3 separate regions of the Zea mays genome follow, and regions 2 and 3 are each linked to region 1. Evidence: chromatin contacts called from public Hi-C data. All regions are on one chromosome and are shown on one strand. Each heading gives the region's core, a stretch centred on a gene start, on an enhancer-like site or on the middle of the called end of the contact. The rest is flanking DNA. Distances are from core to core; before and after follow the strand shown.

What was found. Hi-C and Micro-C count contacts between places; a contact is called where the count stands out from the background.
Region 2: a contact with region 1 is called in a Hi-C map of leaf, with 2.6 times the contacts expected there. The contact joins the promoter of LOC100281081 here to the promoter of LOC103638768 in region 1. A contact is called at or near these places in 16 of 25 Hi-C or Micro-C datasets (bundle sheath, ear, endosperm and 6 more) and 1 of 3 datasets of contacts at active chromatin or transcription factors (leaf).
Region 3: a Hi-C map of leaf shows a contact between it and region 1, with 1.9 times the contacts expected there. The contact joins the enhancer-like site here to the promoter of LOC103638768 in region 1. A contact is called at or near these places in 3 of 25 Hi-C or Micro-C datasets (all in leaf).

The regions. Positions count from the first base shown.
Region 1 is chr9:104,183,535-104,188,169 of Zm-B73-REFERENCE-NAM-5.0, forward strand. It overlaps LOC103638768 (Stromal processing peptidase chloroplastic), which reads left to right and starts at 2,032. Exons shown (of 25, transcript XM_008661586.3): 1 at 2,032-2,347; 2 at 2,448-2,646; 3 at 3,408-3,637; 4 at 4,007-4,205; 5 at 4,465-4,512. The coding sequence starts at 2,136.
Region 2 is chr9:103,978,757-103,983,391 of Zm-B73-REFERENCE-NAM-5.0, forward strand. LOC100281081 (potassium transporter 10) reads left to right here and starts at 2,492. Exons shown (of 9, transcript NM_001154000.2): 1 at 2,492-2,754; 2 at 2,940-3,489; 3 at 3,616-3,669; 4 at 4,579-4,635. The coding sequence starts at 2,680.
Region 3 is chr9:104,314,276-104,318,910 of Zm-B73-REFERENCE-NAM-5.0, forward strand. LOC103638770 reads right to left here. Exons shown (of 4, transcript XM_020544073.3): 4 at 3,673-4,635. The coding sequence ends at 4,345. Among protein-coding and RNA genes, the nearest start is that of LOC103638770, 6.6 kb to the right of the region's middle. Within about 2 kb of position 2,371, at least 16 of the 20 cell types and tissues checked have an H3K27ac peak or open chromatin away from gene starts, as enhancers often do. A contact at or near this core is called in leaf, where this site is marked.

The DNA.
Region 1 (4,635 bases), core at 782-3,281:
ATCCAAGCAGGCGACACACTGAGTCGAGCGCCTCCTCGATCTGGTAGCGATCAGGACGAACCAGCGTGGCCATGGCGACCACGGCGGCGAAAGACTAGGGAGCACGAACGCGGAGGGACGTGGAAGGCTTGGAGGCGAAAGGGAAGAGCAGTTGGGGAAAATGCGAAAGCGAAACCACTGCGCGCAGAAGACCCCCTTTTTCAAGAAAGGGCTCCCCGCGCACCCTGGAGAAATCCGCTTGGCGCACACCTAGCGCCCGAACAACTCAGTCGCTGACAGAGGGGCCCGAACCCACAAGTCACGTGGCTGAGGCGCTGGCCTCCATGCGTAGGAGAGGCAAACCGCCGCGCTCGCTCCCATGTCGCCTCGGGGCCACCGCCGGAGGATATTCTCAACATAGGCGAGGCCAGCAGAGCACCCCACGCATGCGGGGCACGACCGAACCGCCATGCGTGGGGGCCACGCGCCGGTCGACCGCGAAAACCGGCACGACGATTGGTGTGGCCAGTAGCAAGCTGACAGCATGCGCGCGCTGGGTTAGTACGGCGCGCGCTAAGAAGATGCCCTAGTCACGCTATGCTTACGCAGGATACATGTTTTGGCCCCACCTACAGGCTCGCACCCTCCCCTGAGGTGGGCCCCGAGGCCACTGTCGGTACCTCGAGACAGGGGTACCCCCTTCTGTAGTATGAAGACGCTGTACCCGTACGACACCCCCAGGTCACACGAGGAGTAGCGCCCGACCCCACCACATGGGCAGGGCTAGGAGCACCACGTGGCAAGGAAAGATAAGACTCCCCAGGGTGCATTGATAGGTCCGGACCTCCGCGGAAGGACACCGGACCCCTGTACGAATGGGTCCGGAGCTCCCAAGAGGGCATGCTGGGTCCCTCGGGTAAGCCCCAGGTCCCTCCGAGTAAGGACCGGGCCTTGGCAAGGCTGACCAGTCTGTTGGCGAACAGTGCGCCCGTTCCGAGCGGCACACTGTACTCATCATCCCTTCTGCAAGAAGCTTCCCCTGCACGCCGAGGATACAGAGATCTCGGGCGTCAGGACACAAGAAGATTGCCTCGGCAACAAACATTAGTGGCTCCAAGCGCTATATTCTTTATGTCCCTGAGCCCACATGTCGGGGCCCAGCACTTTTGTGCATGCCCCCTTCAGCTATAAAAGGGGAGGCATGCGACGCTACACAGGAGAGTCCTTTAAGATCACACCTAGACTCGCAAGCTCATACAAGCTCACAAGCAATACATCTCATAGTGGAGTAGGGTATTAAGCTCCGGCGGCCCGAACCACTCTAAATCCTTGTGTGTTCTTGAGTTCTTCCCGTTTATTCCAACTGTCAAGCAAAACGCCTAAGCCCCCTCATCTTAGGATTTAGGGTGTGTGCACTCCGCCATCCGGCCGGAGATTTACTCTCTGACAGAATACATTGTTATCTTTTCGACAATAGAGATAAAAGTGAGTATTTAAATTGTTAGGGAAAATTTAATATTTTAGAATAAATATGTATAAAATTTGATGCCGGTCTCTTCTTATGTTATCAAGCACACTATTATAAATAAGAATAGAATCCTGCATAAATTGTCTTATCCAATATTTGCTATGTACAACAAAAAAGTGAAAAAAATATAAATACGTATTTGTATCCGAATTTTATTTTTCATTTAAGAAGTTATATAATAAATTTAAGATTTATCTTTTATAAATCTTAAAAGCTCAATACTAAAGACAAGGATACGATTTTATGTAGCAGTTTCAAGAAAAAATAAAAAATAAATATTTAAATAAGTATCCGTTTTGATGCTACATGACAAGACCCGAAGGATGGCCGGCCACTCATCGGTCATCACATCACAAGTCTGAAATATCTCGGTGGTCACGCTGAACACAATCCTCACTCCAAAAGCGCGCAGAAAACCCCAAGCCCAAACCCAGGCCACGACCACAACCTACAGTACAACTCGGCAGCACCGCCAGCCCGAGCCACGATATTTGCGCTGCGCCTCGCCTCCGCGAAGCAACGCGGACGCCGTGCCTTGCATTTCCCTTTCACAAAACCAAAATCCAAAACAAAGAGGAGAGCGTCCTCCTATCCTCCCCTTCCCCTCCCCCGCGGCCATCTCACCCCGATGGCCTCGGCCCCCTTCCCGCCAGTCGCGGCGTCGGCGGCCTCCGCGCCGCCGCGCCTGGCCCCGCGCCACCCCTTCGCTGCTGCCGCAGCCGCGCGCCGCTCCTCGCTCTCGTTCCGCCCCGCCGCGCGCCGGCCCGTTCTCCCGCTCCGCTCCTCCGCGGTCGCGGCTAACACCCTCCGCTGCACGCACCGCCGCGCCGTCTCATCCAGGCCCGTGCTTCCGACCGTGCCGGTTCCAATTTGTTGGGTCTATCGGTGGGCTCGCGTCGCCCCTCCGCTCGCTCTCATCGCCGTATTGCGTGCCTCGCAGGTCGAGGAGACGCGCGCAAGAACTCGGCGCGGCGCCCGCGTTGGCTGCGTCGACCTGGGGCGTCGGCGAGGAGAAGGGCGGTTGCCTCTCGTGCTTCCCCAAGAGTAGGCGGGGCAGGTCGGGGCTCGCGAGGTTCGCGCCGTGCGCGCTCCCGCACGCGTCGGGACTATCGTTTCGCAGCCGGTTGAGCGGGTCCAAGGTTCGTTCTCATCTGTTGCTTTGGATCGACAGCTGAAGTGAATTGTCAGATTAGGAATCATGATGCCGATTTCCTTAGTTTTGGATTGAGACATTGAGTGCGATAAGGACTAAAGAGGTGCTTAGTGCCTTACTTCCATGGCTACCTTTTCTTTGCTTGCATGCCAATCGTGTGTGATGGATGCAACGGGCATATCGTCAGTTCAGAACAATAAATGCACATATTCGGATTGGAATATCTGTCCTCGGCAGTACAACATTAAGTGGTAGAACCGTGCCTTTTCTTATCATAAAACAAATTAAGGTTCTCCCCATCTCTGGAATCTACAGAAGGAGCAATCACATTTGTTTTTGAATATCTGGTAGCCTAATCGTTCAATGAACATCAAAATTCGAACTTAGTGAGAGGTCTTGTGCAGTAGTACCAAGTATCATATCATTGTAACAAGCATCAATTTGCCAGGATAGTTTTCATATCTCATCAGTATCTTGATGGTGCAGCTCAACCATTCTTGTTGTATTGATAGTGTTATTTAGTTTCTAGGGCTGTCATATGTTCGTTCCAAATTCCGATGCACTTACTCCTGTATTTTTTAGAAAGATTAGAAGGAGTGTTTTTGCTAAAAAATTAAGGAAACAACAAGGTTACATTGTGCTCCAGAATATAATCTGATCTCATGTCCATGTCATCTTTGTGTCCTTTTAAGGGCCCTGTAGAATGTGGACATCCTTTTGCTAAATCAATTCTTTGATAATTTTCAGGTCAAGCCTAGCCATATATTGCACGCCGCTGGACCTGATGAACCACATGTTGCAAGTCCAACATGGTCTGATACTTCCCTTGATACACGTGACATGGATCATGCTATTAGTAAGGAGGAGCTTGAAGATGTTCTCAACACTCCGCTTCCTGAGCATCCGAAGCTAATTCGTGGTCAATTGAAGAATGGACTTCGGTATCTTATCTTACCAAATAAAGTTCCAGCAAACAGGTTAGAAAATCTTTTTTCTGCTCACATCTGTTAGTTTTTATATATGGCAAAGGACTTCCTCTGTACAATTTCACCCTTGATTTCCATACAATGATTGGAACTTTGATGGTTTTCTGTACTTTTTAATTTGATTGGAGTTACTTGAAAGTTGACAACTATGGGTGGAGTCTTTAACATCTGAACTAATGTGAGGTGTTTATTTGATTTGTTGAACATCAGAACTGTGTAATAGTAAATAAATCAAGCGACAAATATTATCCTGATGCCCATTTCATGCTAAATTTCATGCAACTGTGAAGCAACCAAACATTGTTATGATATACGTGTAGAATTTGTATATTATTATGGTTTCATCTAGCTATTTTGCAGGTTTGAGGCTCACATGGAAGTTCATGTTGGATCAATTGATGAGGAGGAGGATGAGCAAGGAATTGCCCATATGATTGAACATGTCGCGTTTCTTGGCAGTAAAAAACGTGAAAAACTTTTGGGGACAGGTGCGAGGTCTAATGCGTATACAGACTTCCACCATACGGTGTTCCATATCCACTCTCCAACTAAAACAAAGGTCTTTACTTTTCTGTCCTTATTTCTTTGTGGAACTTATCAGTGTCTATTTCCAATTTGGAAATAAGCTTATGATAATTTGTATTTGGTGAAGCCCAAATTTGTTTTCTTGTTTAGTTGTCCTTGGAAAAAATCATACGTAAATGGACTGAATGTATTTGTTGACTGTGAAACTATAATTTTTAGAACTTATGATCCTAGTTAGATGTGTTCCATTGTGATATTTAATGTTTACATATAAGCTTGTCTTCTATCTGCAGGAATATGGTGAAGACTTACTCCCTTCTGTGCTGGATGCATTGAATGAGGTAAAGTGTTTCTAAATAGCATTCCTTTTTGGAGCGATCATCTGGAAAATGTCGATTTTAGTCATTTTTATGATTATTTTGAAATCCGCATGTCCAATCAATACGTGGGATTTTAGGTCACCG
Region 2 (4,635 bases), core at 1,242-3,741, 200 kb before region 1:
AAAAATCATCATTTTTTTAATTCTTTGTATTAGATAAATTTTTCTTTATTTATCTCTTAGCATCAACTATAACTTAAAATTTAATATATTAAAATAAAATACGTCTATAGATTTTTTAAAGTTTTTTTTAAAAATTGATACTTTAATTATACAATATTTCTATGAAAAACTTGCTTCTATAGATTTTTGAAGTTTTTTTTAAAAAATTATATTTTAATTATACGGTATTTACATGAAAAACGTGCTTTGCTCAACCGTTTTCTTCTAACAATGATAATATGATGACTATAAGTAATAGTAAAATATGTCGTCTTAAAACATGTATTCCTAATAAGACAATAACATGTTAAATCAAGAGAATAAATGAAATGATACGGAATTTTCACACATGCTTGCTAGATTGAAATATCAAGCAAAGTTTAATTTTATGGTGTTTTTTACCTTTTTTTTACATAGAACCCTTTCTATATTACAGGTTTTTTCTTTCGGAAATCTCTTCTATTGAAGTATTTGGTCAGAATAGTATTTTTTTTAACAAACTATAGGATGCTCTGTGTCTCGGAGCAACATCGCCTTTGATGATAAAATAACAGGTTCCAATCGTACTGTGATGCACTAATAGCAAAATGATCGCATGCCGATGTACTTTAAAGGTAGTATAATCTACCGTGGAAACGTCTGCCCCACATGAAGCTTCTAGCAATAAACAAAATTGTCTAAATCTCCACCATGCATTATTGCGTTTAACGATACATGTCATGTGAAAGCTACAACTATCATTTAACACCACTCAAATATATAGATCCATATCGAATTCAAAAAGGAATAGACCAACTTCCATACACTGGCGGACAAAGAATTTACTTAAAAGACATGACCCACATTTTTTTCATATATAACTTTAGTAAAACTGTTTGATTCTTTAATATGACTAGATAATCGTACAAAAGATTATTACTCATTTTATATATTCTATAATGATCCTGGAGCTATTAATGATCAGTGGCCTACTATTTGATTCGCTATAAGAAATTTTTTATAAAATAGAAGGCAATGGAAACCAGAAAAACTGGTGCTTTATAAGAGTAGAAATTTATTAACAACAAAAACGGTTTTTCTTGACTATATAATTTTCACTTCTTTATTATTTTGTATATTATATCTAAAGGTGCTATCATCTGTTTTAGATAATAAATGTTACCTATAATAACGTATAGGATGGGGTATCCAGTATTTGCAATGATAGAGATGAGAGCAACTACAAGCCACTCTTTATATCCTTTTTGAATAATTGATATGAATAGAGATTTGTGTGAAAAAAATATTCTCTAACAGTTTTATTTGGTTATCGAAATATACTGGCCTTTTATTTCAGATCTGTGCCTGTCAAGAATAAAAAAATGATCCTCTAAAGTACACGAAAAGTACAATAAGATATATAAAACTATCAGAGAGCAAAAAGATATAGAAACCAATTTTATGCAAATAGCCCGATAAATGGTAATTTAAAGTCTGTTTATATTATCTAATCGAAACTTAAGTTTTTAATTAAAGCTCTATACAAACAATCTAAGGGGATGTTTGGTTTATAAGGACTAATTTTTAACCTCTACATTTTATTATATTTTAGTTCCTAAATTGCTAAATATGAAAATTAAAATAGAGTTTTAGTTTACTTATTTGGCAATTTAAAGATAAAAATATAATAAAGTAGAGGGACTAAAAATTAGTACCCATTAAACTCTAAATTTTCCTCTTATTTTTAGTCTATCTTATATTAGAGAGCTTAAAAACTAAACTAAAGTGCTTTAAAACTTTTAGAGATAGAATCACTTTATAATTATTAGAGCTTGAAAGTTTAGAAGAGAAAATCTAAATAGTTTTCATTAGACCAGAGTAAGATTTTAGAAGACTTCTGGCATAAGGACGTGAGGGCCACACCAAGCAACCAGACACGCCCTTTGGCAAAAGGGAAAAGCGCCACTTTCTCCGCTTCTTTTTTATGATCCCTTCGTCTCTTCTCTTCGGAGTAGTTGGGAAGCTAGAGAATCAAACGAGATTGGTGATGCTAAAATCTACTGCTTATTTAATTTTAAATAAAAACTAATTTGATAATCCTATTTTTAAGAGATTTTTATTTTATTAAAATAAAAATAAACTAATTTATTTTTAAAAATAAAAATAAACTAATTTATTTTTAAAAATAAAAATTCTTTAGAAAAATAAAATGGTCAAACTAACCTTAAAAAAGAGATTTTATTCTCTCTAATTATCTCCGGTTTTTGGACTAGCCCTTTGTGTCCCACTCGCCACCCCTATATTCTCTATTTCTCTCTCCCGCGTTCTCCACTTCTCGTCTCCTTCCTTCCGCTTCCTCCGTCCCCTGGCGGCCTGGCCCCTGCGGTTTCTGGTTGTCCCTCACGCCAATGTAGCTTGCCCCTGTTTTGTTGCTTTGACCACCTTAAAAACCTCAGGGCCTTCAAATATACTCACCGAATCACATCCTGTCACGCCTCCTGCTCAAATTCCTAACGCCCGAGAAACCAAGAACCGGGGTGAGGCCGCTGTGCGACGCCGTCACCTTCACCTAATCCCAACTTCCCCACTAGTCCTCAAGTGTCTCTCTTCTTCTCTTCGGTTACAAGAGCAGACCGGAGTTACCGGGCGGTGGAGGCCGCGATGAAGAGCCCTCCTGTCATGGATCCCGAGGCGCCGCCATCGCCGCCGCTGCCGGGCACTCCTCCCGATGACGAGGTATGGTGGACCGGGGTTGCCTGGTGTTTCGAAGGTCCAATCTTGTCGGGCGGCTCTTGTTCGCCGTCGCCGTGGCTCCTGAATCTCAGAATGCCCTTGTCCGTCGGTTTTCTTGCGATCTTGGAGGGTTCCGGTCCTGAAATGTGCTGATTTCTTTTGTTTGTGTGGCTGTGCTGTGCCCGCAGGAGGAGAAGCGGGGAGGACGGAACGGGGTGCCATGGCGGATGACGCTGAGCCTGGCGTACCAGAGCCTTGGCGTGGTTTACGGCGACCTCAGCACGTCGCCGCTGTACGTGTACAAGGCGGCGTTCGCGGAGGACATCCAGCACACGGAGAGCAACGAGGAGATCCTCGGCGTGCTCTCCTTCGTCTTCTGGACGCTCACGCTCGTCCCGCTCCTCAAGTACGTCTGCGTCGTCCTCCGCGCCGACGACCACGGCGAAGGAGGCACCTTCGCGCTCTACTCCCTCCTCTGCCGCCACGCGCGCGCCGCGCTCCTCCCGCCAGGACGAACCGCCGCCGGGGACGAGGACCAGTTCTTGGACGGAGCCGACGGTGGCACCAAGAAGGCTACGGCGCAGAACGGCAATGCAGTGACGCTGGGCGGGGGCGCTGCTGCCAGCGTCAGGAGGCTGCTGGAGCGGCACAAGGTGCTGCAGCGTGTGCTGCTCGTGCTGGCGCTGGTGGGCACCTGCATGGTGATCGGCGACGGTGTGCTCACGCCGGCCATCTCCGGTGAGTGAGTCAACGAACGCCTTTCGCCTTGCCTGATGGCTGATGGGCTCCGCTGCTCTCGACTTGTTTGGGCTGTGTTGCTGTGCTGTGTAGTTCTGATTCTGACATGCTGCTCTGCTGTTGCAGTGTTCTCTGCAGTTTCCGGGCTGGAGCTGTCCATGGAGAAGGAACATCATAAGTGTAAGGATCCAATCATCGCCCTCCTATTGATTTTGTATTTGTTGAGTCTAGATTTGTCTTTGTAGCTTTATAGGTACTGTTCATCGATTCAAGTTGTTAGTTAAATGCATCAGGGTCCACCTTAAAGTTTCCTGATGCAATCATACAATTGTGTTCCGGACTTGGTTTCAGCGACTTCTTAACTGTGAGATGTGTGCAAGAGTGGATTTGTGGTATTTGGAGTTTCTCATAGGAAAAGGTGGTCAAATCAGATGCCATGTAACTGAACAATTTGGTTCGCAGAAGTTGTAATGGCAGGGTGTGAACTGTTGAACACAATCACCTCGAGTTATCTCTCTGTTTAATCAAAAGATGTGGTGTAGTATACAGTTAATCCTGGAAGGTCTTTAATTGTTTAACCGGGACCAGGAACAGGAACAGATCATCAAAGATGATGGATCTTTTAGTAGTGATGTATACTGACAGTTTCTATGTGTAGCAAAATCGAACTTTTGGTCAGCATTCATGCTACAATACATGGAACTACTTACTTGTTTCAAGGTATAGTAGGTAGCAGTCTTAAACTGAACTACTCGTCAAAGTGGAAGGAAAATGGTTCTCAAGTAAGATATGCTACCCAAATTGATGTTATGTTTTAGTATATGAAAGTGGGATGGCAGAAAGATGGTACCACGTTGTAAGATTCAGGAACCTGGGAAAAGGGCCACCTGTGCTGAAAGAAGTTCACATTTGTCAAGGTCTAAATTGTGAGGCAAAGGACCTTATTCTTGACTTTTAAATCAATAATTTTTTCCTTTGTCAAGTTAAGCATGACTTTACTTTATTCTGATTCCTTTTTGTGTCGATAAGGTGCTGTTCTGTTCCAAGTCCCTTCTAACTGTATGAAGTTCTGCTAATGTGAATCTGCAGATGTGGAACTTCCTATTGCCTGTATCATACTGGTTTGCCTGTTTGCACTGCAACACT
Region 3 (4,635 bases), core at 1,121-3,620, 130 kb after region 1:
ACTTAGGCGTTCGTAGTGATTGGAAGAGTTGTGGCTCATGGCTTCGATCCCTGCTGTCTCCCCAATGAGAACGGGATTGGAGCTTCCCCTGCAAGTGCTAATGGAGGAGTTGATTCACCGCTGATCAACGACATGAACCAATCTCCTCGCCACACGTAGGGAGGTGGAGGAGGAGGCGGTGGATATTCACTGCAGGACGACACCGCGATGGCTGCTACGATCAATGAAGGTATGTACACTTATTCCTCTAGTAGAATAGATCTACTCATAATCGAGGATTTACAATTACGGATTGGTATTTTAGGGGCTTAGGAATCGATCCTAGGCACCATAGAATCTAACACGACCCACACCGAATCATTAGATTACTATCATGGAACAGAATACATGACACAGTGTAAAGCAACGTCTAACTTTTATTCCATTGTAACACACATGTATATTTTCCAACCAATTATAATCTATCAATAAATATTGTCTCAATTCTAAAATAAATAGATTCTAAGATTTTAAATTTGACCAAAAAGAACAACATTCTTAAAATATATGGGCATTATTAGCATCGAGTGTGTTGGTTCCTCGTTTTTTATTCCTGTAAGATATAAAAACAAGACAACACGAGAAAATTAATATTGGACTTCGTCCTTTAGTTAACTCTTTTTTGAGATTAATTAAAGGAAGAAGATAGGAAATATAAAATGACTTCGACAGGAATAAATTATGAAATGTAGAAGATAAAATAGATTTGTATTAAAACACTGCTTCATTCTTGGCATTATAATCAATAATTACAAATACACCTTTTACTTTACAGATGACAATGTGAAGGCAAGAAAGCGAGCAAGCCAATTCGCCCCAAACAAAAAAGTGTCCCATGCATGATATTGTGCTCCTATTTATAGTGTCGTGGGGTACATCTTCATCAAAATTACAATTACGATCTTAAGTCTATACATATGAACTATAAAGATGATTAGGGGTATTATCGTATTTTTCTTTGATAACCTTGTGGAACAAGTCTTAGGGGTCTCGCTCTTCTCTTGTTAGCTTCTTCGTTGTAGGCGCATGGCGTAGATCTGATGCTTATAGCTTCGCCTTTGCGGTCGTGATCATGGCTAACCATCTCCGAACGAAGGTTTCCTTCGGCATTTACACAGTTATACCTAAAACAAACTTAAGAATTATTGGTTGATTAGTATTTCGAGGACCTTCGCCTACGGAGCCCCCCCAACAGAGTGTATAAAGTAATTATGGGTGTTTGTAAACAATAACTATCATATTCAGGAGAGATCCTTAAGAACATCTCCAATAGTTACGACGACGTCTTGATATAAGAGGTTGTGTCTAGCAATGGCGGCATCAAGGCATCTGCGCTGGAGATGGATTTGTGGTAATAGGACAGTGGGACAACGCAAAACAGTGGCAAAAGTATGATTTTTGTGATTGATTTAGTACCGACGTTGATTTATGGAGTCCTATCTAGGTAAATCTAGGGATGAAATTGAGTTTTGTAAGAAATTTGTAAATTTAAAGAACTGATTTACATAACTATTGGACAAGAGTTTTTATAGAAAACTTATTAAGTTTATATTTAGGGACTTATTTATTTAACTAATGGAGATGCTCTAAGGATAGAAAAGGAGATGAGTACAGGTCCATTGTACGCGCATATTCTGGCGTTGTCGCGCTCGTCCTGCTCAAAAAGCTAGTGGGTGGGAGTGGGACATCGGGACGGCGACGCGAGCGGGCTGCCTGAGTCGCCCGGGAACTGCTTGCGCGCCTTTTTCGCGGATGTGCTTTCCTTCCCGTTGTTACGAAATACGCTACGGCACGACCGCCTGAGGCGCGTGATTTTTATCCTTGGGCAGCGCCTGCGAAATCGCCTGTAGCTTTACTTTCAGTTGGGAGCTAGTTGGAGGGCCGTTAGGTTCGTTGGTGGTCCCATCCATTCTTTGTCCAAGTGTTGTCAAACACGACGAGGCAGACTGGACTTGCACTCGCAAGGACGGTCCTCGTTTGAGCCAAAGCATTATTTGTACCATAGCTGTATAGCATAACTTATAAATCTAAAACTAAACTAAACTTAATAGGAAATAATCCTATTAAGGATCGTCAGTCGTCTACTATGTAACAGAGTAAGTAGCTCGTACGTGTTTACATTAACTAAACTAAACTTTAGTCCATAATTTTGAACGGCAAAAAGAAGGTCTAAACATGTATAACTTATGGACTAACAAAAACTAATGGAGACTGATAAATATATACTCGTACAACTTATTAGATTTTTTTAACTCATCTATATTCAGCCTATTATTCAACGCCAAACTAAGTGCAGCTGGGCCTCGCGACGGCCAGCCATCGGGAGGATGGGCCAACTACCTAGACAGAACGCTACCTTCTTCGCACCCAAATGTCATGCCATGTATTTGGTATAGCATAGCCGCTACTTGTTGAAAAAAAATAATTTATCTGGAAAAAATTGAGGAAAAATAGATTTTTTGCTTATTGTTTGTTTTTGTTGTAATTCACTCCCACTTATTACTTGTCAGTGTTCCTTTTAGGTAGATATGGATTGAATCCATTTTGATTTTTGTGTATAAGCAAAGTTGTTTGGTATCAGTGTTTTGATCCGAGGGTCCTAACCAACGAGTGAATTTGTGCTACATGTCCCGGTTTAGATGAGTGATGCAAAAAGACACAAGATTTATCCTGGTTCGAGCAATAGAAGGTCCTACTTCCAGCGAGAGAGATAAGACTTATATTATCTTGCGCCTAGGTGCTCATAGTAGGGGGTACAAGTTGGTAGAGGGAGTGGATCTCAAATCTCTGTGATTGATTGAGGCTAGTGCCAATATCGAAAGTGGAGGGCAAACGGTGAAGTGTTGTCCTGTGTCTTCTGGGGACTCTGGACTCCTCCTTTTATAGCCACAAAGGGAGGAGCCAAGGGGTACAAAGGTCGCCGTAATGTTGAGGGGGGGAGGGCATAAATCCGAGCCCCTGTAGCATATGGCCGTCGGGATAGCCCCTGTCCTAGCTGTTGTTTTTTATCAGGAGGAGGATGTTTGGTTCCTGTATCCCATGTTTTGACTAAGCAGAGAGCCGAGGCCAGGGTCGGGGGCTCGGATGCTTACCCGAGCCCATCCTGTGGACGAGATGTTTGAGCCGTAGTGGTTGAAATATCAGGTCCTTGAAGTTTCTTTCTTGAATGGTCAAATATCTAGTTTCTTCAATATAGTCCAGGGGTTGCACTACAAGCTTGGTGTTCTCAATTGTGCTTACAAGGTTAGGTAGGCTCTTGTGTCATAATTTGACTGCCTTTCTTGTTCGTTTAAATTTGGCCATTAGCTGCATGGCAGGGTCTTGTTGTTGAGTTGGCTGATTCCAAGTTGTTTGAACTACAGCCGGAAGATCATCATATTGCAGCCAAACATTCTCAAATTGTACGGCCGATTTGACCATGCCAAAAGAAAAACAGCTCAACTCAAGAAAATTGCACCTTATCACTCATATATAAATTGACAAACATTTTTTTAGGTCGTAAGTTAGACCGTTTCTAACAGTTCACTCATATGGTCACTCAAAACATTATTTTGTACTGTAAACTATATTGTCCATAGAGTGGAGTTTAAATATGGGGATGATGATAACTAAAATGCTAGATATAGCCTTACATACACCCCCACAAGGTATTTCTTCCCCATATCTTTCTTCAATTTCTGATGGTACACAAACATATACATACGCCATACTTGTGTGTGTATATACATACATACATACACTCTGTTTACATCAGATTAAGCTCCTAATTAAGGAGGAGATTAACAAAAACTCTTAGCTTCGCACCACAACGCTAATAAACGCATTGGGTGGCGGAGGCAAGCAGGCAAATACTACAAACTGAGATAAATACATGATGCTTGTTCCTTTTCACATATCAATCTCGACCACTACTACTACTAGCCAAGCTAATAATGAAATCCAAACCCTACCTACGTTTCTATCTCCTTTTTTGAGATTATGTCTATACAGATACTGACAACCCTTGTCAATATACTGGCATGTACATATATCTTTCGCCTACATTATTTGTGTAGTGTATGTATGCATGTATACAACTATATATCTATTATGTAACAAGCTATAGCTCTAAACATATGTACCTAGCTATATATGGTGACCTACCACCAGCAGCAGATTTTGGATCACTTCACTGCTCAGACCTGATGAGTGTCACACAGCATCATCTCGTGCTGGCTGAAGAGTTTTACTGTATTATTTTAAAGGTTGACGACGACGACGACTGGGTGTTGCACTCCAACCGCTGGAGGAGCTTAGACGAGCGAGCTAACCGTAGAACGGGGCGCGGTGGGGGATGCCCTTCCTCCTGGACGGCCGGCACCGGTTGATCGGCGGTGTCCCCGGCGTGATGAGCCCGTTGTTGGACCTGCTGCCCTCGTCGTCGGACCACCGGATGCCGCCCGGCCGCTCGAAGCGGCCGAGGTCGAACCCGGCCATCCTCCGTGGCTTCTTGGGGCTGAACGAGTCGTCGGAGCCGGAGCCGCCGTCGTCGCCGGATCCCTGCCCGCGTTTCGGCCGTATGGCGAACGTCAGGCTCGGGTCCCACTGCATCCCTCC